Linked DNA regions of Sus scrofa: region 2 is linked to region 1. Evidence: chromatin contacts called from public HiChIP or PLAC-seq data. All regions are on one chromosome and are shown on one strand. The core of a region is the stretch at or near the end of the contact, and the rest is flanking DNA. Distances in the headings are between cores, read along the strand shown.

Region 1 (5,910 bases), core at 3,311-5,810:
TTTCTTTTCTTAGTACAGGAAAATCCCATTGACTGGGATGCGTAAGTTAGAAACCTAGAAGTCATCCTGGACTGCTTCTCTCTCTCTCTCTCAATTCACATCTGATAGGTTACCAAGTCCAGCCATTTTGATCTCACATTCTTGAAATCCACCATCTCTTTGCAATCTTCCAGTGCTGCCTGTCTCTGACCTTCTCTTTCACAGACTAAAATTCACTTCCTCCCTGGTCTTCCTACTTTTTGCCTTGCCTCCCTGCAATTATCCACACTGCTGCCAGAGCAAGTATTTAACATGCACATCAGTTCTCACCATGAGAAAAATCCTTCAATGTCCACATTGTCAAGAGGTGAAAATCTAAACTTCTTAGCATGACTTTGAAAGCTCTTTATTATCCAGTACCTATTTAATAGTCTTGCCTCACTTCCTGATATTCTCTGAAAGCACCCTTTGCTTCAGATATATGGATAGACTTTCAAATCCCCATCATGCCAAGCTCTCTCTCTAATAATTCAGTGCTTTTGCACCTGCTCTCCTGCTGCCTGGAATGACAAGGTCAGTCATGTTGGCCTGACAAACACCGACTTAAATTTCAAGACTCAGCTGTACGGTTATTTCCCTTCTTTAAATTGTGTAGGCAGATTTAAATGCTTCTGTACTTGAGTTCCTTGTTAATTGGGTACAAACTTGCACTACAGCAATTTTAATGTTTGAATTTTTTTTTAATTTTTTATTAATTAGAGTTTCCAAACTGGGTTGTAAGCTTCTCAAAGGTAGGGAACATGATTTGTCTTATCTTTGCATACCCAGTATTTAACACCGGGACTGGCCCTGAATATATGTATATTTGTCTTTTTAGGGCCACACCCTTGGCATATGAAGTTCCCAGGCTAGGGGTCAGATAGGAGCTGTAGCTGCTGGCCTACGCCACAGCCACAGCAACATGGGATCCAAGCTGCATTTGCAACCTACACCACAGCTCTTGGCAACTCCGGATCTTTAACCCACTGAGTGAGGCCAGGGATTGAACCCTCATCCTCATGGATATTAGTCGGGTTTGTTACTGCTGAGGCACAATGGCAACTCCTACTTTCTTAATAAACTGAACGTTTTTAATAGGCAATTGAATACAAATTATTAAGTAATAAGACTAGCATCCTGGCTGAGCTTCAGCTTAAACTATAGATTTTCACTTAAGTGCCTTTATTTTTTTCATTTTTTAAAAATTGCTAATTTATAGTCAGTGTTGTATTAGTTTCAAGTGCACAGCAAAGTGATTCAGTTACACACACACACACACACACACACACACACACACACACACACACAAACACTCACATATATTCTTTTTCAGCTTCTTTTCCGTTAGAGGTTACTACAAGATACTGTGTATAGTTCCCTGTGCTGTATAGTAGGTCCCACTATTTTAGTAATGTTTATATGTTAATCCCAAACTCCTAAATACCTTTAAAGAAATTTCAAAAAAAAATACATTAAAGAAAATTTAAGAACAGGAAAGTGAAACAACTCTCACATAATTTCACCAGCCTAATACCTATTTCAGTGCATTTACTTTTGGTCTTTTCTCAAATATGCGAATACACACACACACACTATATGTTTATGTTTATATATATCTATATATTTATATTTTATATGGCTGTAATTAAAGTGTACATGCACTTTTATATGTTTTTAAGGCTCACAAACTGCAGGTATTTTCCAACATTTTTGCATAGTCCTCCAAATTATCATTTTCAAGCATTGCATTGTATCTCATTTCCCTACTTAGGTTGACAGCCTAAAAGAGCCTTAGCTTATACCCAGCTTTCTGCTATAAATAGTAACAGATCCAGGTTTTGAGGGACTTGAAATTTATACAATTTTGAGTGATGTTTTCAGAAAAATAATTCAAAATTGTCTAACTTTTGCAAATAGGACCATATGAACACATTGTTAGAGTCCCTCTCCAGGCTTTGGAAAGGGCCTTTAAAAGTGGGGGGAGGGGTTCTGGAGTTCCTGCTGTGACTCAGCCGTAAGGAACCAGGCTAGTATCTCTGAGAACGTGGGTTACGTTTTGGCCTCACACAGTGGGTTAAAGGATCTGGCGTTGCTGTGAGCTACAGTGTAGGTTACAGACAAGGCTCGTATCCCATGTTGCTGTGGCTGCGGTATAAGCCAGTAGCTATGGCTCTGATTGGACCCCTAACCTGGGAACTTCTGTATGCCGCAGGAGCAGCCCTAAAAAGACCAAAAAAAAAAAAAAAAAAAGTGTGGGGATGTCCTGAAGTTTCCTGGTGGCTCCGTGGGTTAAGGATCTGGTGTTGTCATTGCAATGGCTCAGGTCACTACTGTGGCATGGGTTGGATCCCTGGCTCGGGGCTTCCACAGCCATGGTTGAGGCCAAACAAACAACAAAAAGAAAGTAAGAAAGAAAGTAAGAAAATGAGGTGTTCTGGAGGTTAATTTTTCCTTTCTGGCCACGCCTGTGGCATACAGAAGCTCCCAGGCTAGAGATCCAACCTGTGCCCACAGCAGTGACCTGAGCTGCTGTACCACAATGGAACTCCCTGCAGGTTAATTTTCATTGGCTTTGTAGTTATCTACTTCTACTTAGAAATTATCCTGGAATAAACATCTTGAATATGTACTTTTCCTCCTTGTATTCCATAATTTCTGAAGGATTCCAAGTTACTATGATACCATTCGCTTTGCAGGAGTTGAGAAAGGAAATGATCATTTATTCAGCACCTATTATATACTGAGAAATATTTTTTCTTTAAAATTCTTTAAAATTCTTTAAAATTTAATTCCTACTATAAGCCTGATCGAGGTATTATTCCCATTTTTACAAATGAGAAAAACGAGGTGCAGTATACCTAAATTTCATGCCCAAAGTTACACATCTAGTAACTGGTAGGATTTGAATCCTAACCATCTCTTTCCAAAGCTCATGCCTTCCCAACTACATCATGGTGTCGCCACAGACTCATAGCTTCGAGGTGACATTCTCTAGGCAATTGCTGAAAACCTGGTTCTCGATTATCTGTTTTGAGGAGGACAGAATACAAAACTTGCCAAGTCCTGACATGGTTCTTGGAGGAAGGTAATTTAAATTAGTGGCGGCTAGACGTTCTCAGGTGAATTTAGGAGAAAATGATTTGGCTCTTTTTTGCCCTTCTATCTGCTCACAGACACCCCTGGCTTTGGATCAGTGCGCATTTCTCCGACAGAGCAGGGTCTGCAGTCGGAAGACCTGGCTTGGGTTTGGACGGGCTAGTCGCCACCTGACTGGCCTTGGGAAAGTCATTGAACCCCTCAGATTCTCATTTTCCTCCTCTGTGCAATAAGGATACTAAGTAACACAACCTGCCTTACCCCAGGGTAGTTGAGTGTCAAATCATGTGTGCGCAGCACTTGGTGAACCGCGTCACTGAGACGCTAGTACCAACGTAGGGGCATCCCCGCCTCTGCACCATCTGCCCCCAGGTGAGGGCGTGTGACGGCTGGGCAGGATGCACCTGATAGTTCCTTTATGGTTAACTCCTGATGGTGTGCCCTCCTGGACTGAAGCTGCCACGTGACTCCAGGGACGTCTGAGCACCTATCCCTGAACGCCCAGTGCCCGGAGAGCAGCCAGCAGAGGCTGAGCAAAATCACTCTGAGATGCTGAGGAATCTTTTCCTTCTCCAGCTGAGAACTGATCATCAAAACATGCCAAACAACCATCATTAAACGCAATTTGTAAAATCCAGAATTCAGTCCTGACCCATTGTCCCTTTACTCTCTCTTAGGTATCTTGGAATTTTATCTGCCAGTTTAGAAATCTTTAGTCCTTGTCGGACTTAATTGTGGGGGCAGTCTGCAGTTCTGGGAAGCCAGGAGGAAAAAATAAATCTCCGTTTTGTGTTGGCGTTTGAGCACCCTTCACCATATCCACGTTGAAAGCTGGTGGATACAGCATTAGTTTTTATTTTCTTTAAAAAGAGATATGCTTAAAAAAAAAAGAGATGCGTAAACCAATTCCCAATCCTGGAGACTGAGCTCATCACCCCGTATCGATATCCCAGAGCGTGGACTTGCAGCTCCGCGGCTCCAGCCAATCTGCCCCCGCCGCCCTCAACGCCCTCGCCGCCCTGGCCCAGGTGGCGGCCGGCGTGGCCCGAGAACCCCACCTGGCTCAGCCCGCGGCTGCCGCACAAAGAGCAGAGCAGGCGGCGGCCCGGCCGAGCCGCAGAAAGTAGTCCCGACCACGCCGGCACCGATGTTGTTCGACGTCGCTTCACGCCCTCCGCGGGGAGGGCCGAAGGGGCCGGCCCGGGAAAGAATCCCATCGGAATGCGCCGCCGGGCGGCCTTTCCCCTCCTGCCCGCTTTTGCTCGCCCCTCGCATTTCCCGGGGTCTGCCAGCCGAGGCCGTGCGCGCGGCCCTCTCTCCTTTTCTAAACCGCCCGGGAGGCGGTGCCGAGGGAGGGGGCTCGCCCGCGCGCAGGGAGACCTCGGCGGCGACCCGTGGCGGCGGCGGGAGCCGGTATCCCTGCGCCGCGGCGTGAGAGGAAGAGGCTGAATGAGGAACTGCGCGGGGGAAGCGGGGCGCCGGGGGAGGAGGCGGCGGGATGGAAGCAGACGCTGGCGTCGCGCGAGCCCCGGGCGGAGCGGCGCGGTAGAGAGGGCGGCGGCGGCGCGCGCGGAGCCTTGACGTGCCCCTTTCTTTCTTCTCTCTCTCCGGAAAGCTGGGAAGCATGAGCGTGCAGACCTGCCGCTGCCGCGGCCGCCCCGGCTCCTCGCCTCCCCCTCTTCGGGCCGCCCCTCGCCGGTGAGAGAAGCGAATGCGAGAAGGGAAGATGGGGGCCGTCCTGAGGAGCCTCCTGGCCTGCAGTTTCTGCGTGCTCCTGAGAGGTGGGAAGCACGGGGACGGGGAAAGTTGGTGGGGTTTTGGGGGGAGGGGGCCTCATTCTGTGTGTCTGGGGGAGGGGAGGGAGGGAGGCGAAGAAGGGGAAGAGGAGCGGGGAGAGGCCTGGTCTTGGGGAAGGAGGGAGAGAGGGGCCCGGGAGAAGGGGCTGCGCGCTCCGCCCGGCCACGATGCAGCCCCCGCCTCGCCTGCCCGACCTGGTCGGAACGGATGATTCTAAGTTTACCATTAGCAGCCTGTGCGGGTAACCCCCTGGACCCCCCATTCTTTCCGTGCGACTGAGGGTCGGTGTGTCTGTTTCTGCGTGGAGTCACTGGGGACTAGGGGCTTTGTATGGATTTTGGCCCTTGGAATGTTTGAGCCTGAGATGCTTCAACGTCGGGCTTCTCCTGCCCCCACCTTTTCCGTGTCTGTCTTGTGAACTTTTAGAGCCCTCTTACTATTTTTCCAGGCCTTGTTACAACTAATAATTGGCTTCCTTTGGGGATATAATGATCGTGGGTGAGAGCACAGTTGGAAAGCGACTCCGAGGTTATAGGTCGAGCGTTTCAGCCTTGGGAGTCGTCTGGGCTTCAGCCCGTGATAAAATAGAAACGTTGCCCTTGTAACCCCTGGTATTCAGAACTTGCCCCTATTTTCGGAGCTTGCAAGTGTACAGTTGGCACCAAGCAGGAAAGTCATCCTTGGTGGAGAGGAGCCTGTCCCGGGACCTAAGCTACCATCTGCTGCGCTCCCCGGGAGAATTTGCTCGAGAATCGAGTAAATTCTGTGGTTCCTTGGCTTGTTTGTTTGTTTTTAATTGGCCCGCAAAGCTGTCACATAGGCTGTGACTTTTATTTTGTGATTTTAGTTCGCTGAGGTTTTTGACTGGCCCGCAAGATTTCAGCAGCTATTCTCAAACTTAGCCAGTGTTGAGGCAGTGATGACTCTGATGCTGTGGGGCATTTACCAGCCGAGCAATTTAAGTGCCAATTGATGCAATGATTTGTATGTAGCTTTGGT
Region 2 (6,316 bases), core at 2,369-4,868, 210 kb after region 1:
GGTACAAACTATTACATATAAAATAAATAAGCTATAAGGATATGTTATACAGCACAAGGAATATAGCCAATATTTTATAATCACTACAAATGGAGTAGAACCTTTAAAAATTCTGAATCATTGTTGTGCATCAACTATATCTCAATTAAAAAATTAAAAAAAACATACCCCCATATCATGGATAAAAAAAATAGCACATGTAAATCATCTAAAGTAGTGCATGGTAGATGTTACATGTTCAAGAAATACTAGCATCTTCATTAAAGTTAGATTATTTTAGAATAGGTTACCTTTTTGGTAAGTTTTAATGTGTACGTAAAAGCAAATCCATCAAATGCTGCAATTAAGAAAAGTAATGACCTGCAAATATTTGGTTTATCTATAGATAGTGTGGGTGTGGGTATAAAGTACACACACTGTAAGGCATGAAGCCTGGGACTTGGCTGGCTTTCCCAGCACCTAGCATAAGGCCTGACAGAGTAAATGCTCCATAAATATTTGATGAATGAAAGAAAAACGACATAGATCTACCAGTTAATAATATGGGATATATAGTCAAACTTGAATTTTAGATAAATGACAAATAATTTTTTAGTGTAAGTAGGTCCTGAATATTGTATGCTTATAAAATAATAGTATCTGTCATTTACCTGAAATTCATACCTAACAGGGCCTCCTATATATTTTTTTTTTTTGGTCCTTTTAGGGCCTTCTCGACAGCCACAGCAACACAGGATCCTCAACCCACTGAGTGAGGCCAGGGATCGAACCTGCATCCTCATGGATGCTAGTCAGGGTTAATTTCTGTGCCACGACAGGAACTCTGGGCCTCTTGTATTTTTAAGCAAATTGGACAACTCTACGAATGAAAGGTGCTGCTTAAAAATATTGAGAACTGAGTTTCTTGGAAGGGAGTAAAGTGGACCTGGGGTTGAGACTGAGTTACCTGAGACACATGAGCCAAAGAGGGAAAGGGCTAGGAGAGCCGGACACGAGGTCAGACTCCAGGTGGACGTCTCACTGCAGATGTGGCTGAGCCCAGGCAGGGAGCAGCGCTGGAGGGTGTCAGGAGACTTATGTGGGTTTTAATTCGGAGCTTCCTTTGGACTGGAAGTACCCTCGGGTTCTCCAGGAACTGTGTCCTTGGTAGGGGGTGAGCCTTCCTCCAGCCACAAAACTACTCTGGAGGAAACCATGTAAGTTAAAAAAAAAAAAAAAAAAAGCAAAAAGTTTCTAATGCAGCGTGAGGACTTTAAAAGTGTGTGTGTGTCCTACTCTACAGCACAGGGAACTCTTAGGATAGAGCATGATGGGGAATGACATGAGAAAAAGAATGTGTATGACTGGGTCACTTTGCTGTACAGCAGAAAATGTCACATAAATCAACTATAATAAAATTGCTTTTTGAAAAAAGTGAATAGAAAAAAAAGTGAGTGTGTGTGTGTGTGTGTGGTGTGTGCATGTGTGATGTTATCGGAGAAAGGGTCCTTCTTTAAGAGAGGGGTTTGCAAAAGGCTGATGCAGGAGCAACAGCTGAAAGGGGGGAAAACCAGAGGTCAGGATGGAGCACACGGTCCTTCCATCTGGGGGCAGAGATTTTTGTCACATTACAGGCCAGAAGGATCTGAGTGCTTGGCCCAACCAAGAGGCAAGGCCAAGGGCGAGAGAGAGAAGCAGAGAGCCCGGCAGCATGCAGACAGTGGCCAGGAGCAGCGGTGCGGAGGAGACCATGGCATCAGTCTCAGTTAAGACACTTCCAGTGCATCCCACTGATCCCCACTGTGAATGAGGGCGCTGTTAAATTGACCATAACGTCTTGGTGCAGAGCAGCAGCGAGTTACTTTATCACACATTGCAGCCCTTCTGCTCTCAGCCATTCGTGTTCAAAATGCTCAACTTCTGGGTCAATGGAAATGTACAGGTAAGTTTTATGCTTATGTTTATGGAAAGGAAGTCCTGGGTGGGGTCCCAGGGTGTAGGTGCAGAGCCTGGAGGGTTCAATTAGCTCCAGGATCAGATGTGTGAGGCTTATTGTAATTCAGTGGCTCCCCAGCCCTACTCTTTGTATTTACATACCCTCTCCTTATCTACACCAAACTGCTTCTGAAAGGGAGGGAGGTTACATGGTGTCTTTGTTTGGCCTCTTTGCCCTCCCAGAAGATTCCCTCTCCCTCAACCCCTAGATGGCCAAAGTCCTGCGGGTTCCCACGCAGCTAGTCCCCTAGGAGCGGGGCAGGGCGGCACCTGACCTCCAGGATGGCAGGACACCCTTGGGGTTGTTCTAGCTCTGGATTCCTTTGTCGAGGTTAGATTTTGCTTCCCTTCCTGTGGCAGGTCACGGAGGAAAGAGACCCTACAACGGCACAGAGGCTGTGGCCCCAGGGCCCCAGGAAGCTGGATGGAATTCAAATTTGCTCACTCTGCTGAGACCTGAATGTAAGACAGGAGTGAGGGAGTTCCCACTGTGGCACAGCGGAAACAAATCCGACTGGACCCATGAGGTTGTGGGTTCAATCCCTGGCCTTGCTCAGTGGGTTAAGGATCCAGTGGTGTTGTGAGCTGTGGTGTAAGTTGCTGACACGGCTCAGATCTGGCATGGCTGTGGCTGTGGTGCAGGCTGGCAGCTGTAGCTCTGATTAGACCCCTAGCCTGGGAACCTCCATATGCCGCAGGTGTGGCCCTAAAAAGACTCCTCCCCACCAAAAAAAAAAAAAAAAAAAAAAAAGGAGTGAGGACGCTCATTCCTGAGGACCAAATTAGGAGCTCAGTGTTTTCTGGTTGCTTTTCACCTGCCCTTCTGCCCCCTCTGCCCCCCTTATGCCCTTCAGAGGCAATCTGCCCTCCCCCCTCGCTTTCCTGAACATCTAGTGTCTTCGTCCCGCCTCCTGTTTGTCATTTCTGTCCTTTAAATCCTCAGGGAGAAATGAGGAATGAGGTAAAATCATTACAATAGAAGCTAAACTGAGAGACAGAGACTCAGGCTCTGATGATTATGAACAAAGGGGGTGGGGACCTCGGGAGGGAGCAGAATTTCCCATTTCACCTGAGCCTTGTACCCAAGGAAGTCTCTAGGGGGGTCTGCCAGGACTAGACCTTGTGTCCAAGTTCCCACATGTGCTCAGGACTCTGGCTCAAACCCAGGCACGCCTGTCTGCAGCCCATTTCTGCTCTGGGGGAGGAAGCTTGCATTTCCACAGGCTTCTGTCAGGTCATCACGCACCTTGTCACGCACTCAGTGAGAGAGGCCTGCACAAAATTCAAAATCATTTGGCCAGTTACATATTCTGAACTGACCTATCCCAAGCCTTCTGAGCAAAGGAGAAATGAAAGAGAAACCTAAATATCTTTCTTTCCCTTTCTTTGAAACGCCAAACTAGTTGCTTAACGTTTAGTTTTAGATTCTTAATTTTGCTTTCTGAGTTTGACATGCTAAGATCTTGGAAATAAACTCGGGAAACGTGAGGTCTGCTCATCTCTAGTGAGTTAGCAAAACCAGGATGGACCTGCCCACCCCAGGTCCTGCTGGAAAGGCTGAGAATGAAGACTGGTGCCTCCTGGTGTTACCTGGTCTCCAGGCTGTTAGCGGTGTCTCCTGCTTCAGGTCAGGTGGCAGTAAGGATATTTCTATACCTGAGTCTCTCTCCACGAAACTTAAGAGGAAACTCTGGCCAAGTCTTCCTGGCTTCTCATTGCGGGAGGCTTCTTGTGATCTGAGACCCCAGCGGGTGTAGCCTCTTCAGGTTGGGACTAGAGCTGGAGGGAGGCTCAGGAAAGAGAGCCACTTCCTCGTTAAGCCCTGCCCTCAGCTTTTTAACTGAAGGAGGGGCTGACCTTTGCCCAAGTAATTTGACTCGAAAAGGAGTTCTACACGGTTTCCCAAGGACTCTCACTGCCCTTTGGGACAAAGACAATTATTTGGGTGTTTTCCTGAGAGTGCTTTCCATTTCATCAGTTTAGCAAATGTTTACTGATCACCTGTGGGACATCTTGAATCTTAACATCAGGAGGCAGGTGTTACGATTCCCATTTTGCCTATAAGGAAACTGAGGCTCAGAGGTAAGGTATCTTGTTAGTGGTCCCCGTCAGGTGAGCTGAGATCCAAATCTTGGTCTTTCTGGCTTTCCACTATATCCTGTTACCTCTCCTGTGAGATTCAAAGGTTGTATTCCAATGGAACCCCTGGAAAAGCTTTCAAAACAGAATCTAACCCCAGCCATAGTAAAACCCACAAAAACTCATGTAAAGACTATAGGTTACATGGGCGTTCCTGTTGCTGTGCAGCAAAAACAAATCCGACTAGAACCCATGAGGATGCAGGTTCGATCCCTGGCCTCACGCAGTGGGTTAAGGATCTGGTGTGGATGTGAGCTGTGGTGTAGGTCTCGGGTGAGGCTCGGATCCTGCATTGCTGTGGCTGTGGTGTAGGCCAGCAGCTGCAACTCTGATTTGACTCCTGGCCTGGGAACTTCTATATGCCATGGGTATGGTATGGCCCCAAAATGCAAAAACAAAAAACCACTATAGCTTATGATTTTAGGGATAGAATTCCCTATGTATAAGAAAGAAGAAACAGATAGGATTTTATGCTTTATCCAGATTCTTAACTGAAGTATATATTTATGATCATGAAATATGAGTGCTGGCTACTCAAACTGGGAAGATGAAGGAAGTGAGAAATGAAAGGGGAATTAAGGGTGATTTCATAAAAGCGGGGAAAGGACTGGCCATTTAAATATTAGGTAAACATCCCTGAGAGACAAATGACAGCAGTTATGGGAAAGTTAGTTTTTTGGTGACTCAAAGTGAAATTTCACCAGCAAATTCATATTTATTGCACATAATGAATACAAGTCTAGTTACCTGGAGGGCTATTCAAGAAATATTAAGAATGTCTTGTCTTTTTAAAAAAAAAAAAAACTCAGTCTTTTTTTTGGGAAGAAGAGATAGATTCATTTGAAACAATTCAAGAATCAACAAATGGATATAACAAGTAACTAAATTGCCTAGTAAGGACCACAGTTGTGATTGGACTTCAGAGTTACATGACTTAAGGAAACTGGGGGCAGAAACCATTTAGAATCTCACAAGGTCTTGGCAGGTATGAACACAGGTATGAACACAAGGAAGGGGCAGTCAGCACGAGGAGGTGGGTTCATTGACGACAATGTCCATTAGTCACCCAGCTTCACACCTTCCACACCCAACAAACTGGCACATACTCAAGACAGGCCTCCAGACGTGTTATATATTAAAAAAAAAAAAACAAAAACCGAGCCTACTTTTCTCCTGATTCTAAAAATACACATTGTGCTCTAGAAAAGGTAGAAAACATAAAAGAGCACTCATAGAATAGAGACCACCAAGATCCAGTCACTCAGGGATGAGGGTTGTTAAAAATGGGGTGCATTTCCTTCCTTCTGTGACAGTGACAGTAAGCTACCCTTCAGGTATCTGCCCGGCCCACTGACCTTTCCCTTCATCCTGCCCCCAAGAGTGTACCTACCAGGAGGCACCCCTGCGGTCAGGTGGATAAAGGGACCTCTGCCCCTTATGAAAAAGGAAACCATAAGCCCCAACTGGAGTCACGTGTGTTGGCTCCGTGGCAGTAGGCCAAGACTTAATACCTATCCTAATTACAAAGTCACCCTTAGCCAGGAATGTGATTCCAGCTAAACTGGAATTTCCTGGTCAGGACTGAGAAATCTGCTAATAGACCCTGCTCACATCCTCCTTCAGGAGGATGGCCTTGCCTGAAACATTATATCTTTGCAAATACTTTCCTTGTTTCTGCTCTGTCTTTAAAAAGCTTCCTTTTCTGCAGCTCAGCAGAGCTCCTCTTTACCTCTTAGATGAGATGTTGCCTGACTCATGAATTGTTCATTAAAAAATTTTGTGTGTGTGTGTGTGTCTTTTGTCCGTGTTTTAGGGCTGCACCCGTGGCATATGGAGGTTCCCAGGCTAGGGGTCTAATCGGAGCTGTAGCCACCTGATTACGCCAGAGCCACAGCAACGCCAGATCCGTGCTGCGTCTGTGACCTACACTACAGCTCTCAACAACTCCGGATCCTTAACCCACTGAGCAAGGCCAGGGATCAAACCTTCAACCTCATGGTTCCTAGTCGGATTTGTTTCTGCTGCGCCACGACGGGAACTCCAATTTTTTTTTTTTTAAATGGCTGCCCCTGATGTACATGGAAGTTCCCAGGCAAGCGGTTGAATTGGAGCTGCCGCTGAGGCCTAGGCCACAGCCAAAGCCATGCCAGATCAGACCTATGTTGAAGCTTGGGCCAACACCGAATCCTTAATCCACAGAGCG

The links. HiChIP or PLAC-seq counts read pairs in DNA pulled down with a chosen protein or histone mark.
Region 2: a contact with region 1 is called in an H3K27ac HiChIP or PLAC-seq map of alveolar macrophages. The contact joins the promoter of BCL2L14 here to the promoter of LRP6 in region 1. A contact is called at or near these places in 3 of 5 promoter capture datasets (fetal liver, liver and skeletal muscle), 1 of 47 Hi-C or Micro-C datasets (fetal skeletal muscle) and 2 of 2 datasets of contacts at active chromatin or transcription factors (alveolar macrophages and skeletal muscle).

Annotation. Positions count from the first base shown.
Region 1 is chr5:60,144,481-60,150,390 of Sscrofa11.1, forward strand. It overlaps LRP6 (low-density lipoprotein receptor-related protein 6), which reads left to right and starts at 4,561. Exons shown (of 24, transcript XM_021092344.1): 1 at 4,561-4,895. The coding sequence starts at 4,826.
Region 2 is chr5:60,354,113-60,360,428 of Sscrofa11.1, forward strand. It overlaps BCL2L14 (BCL2 like 14), which reads right to left and starts at 3,619. Exons shown (of 6, transcript NM_001315668.1): 1 at 3,565-3,619.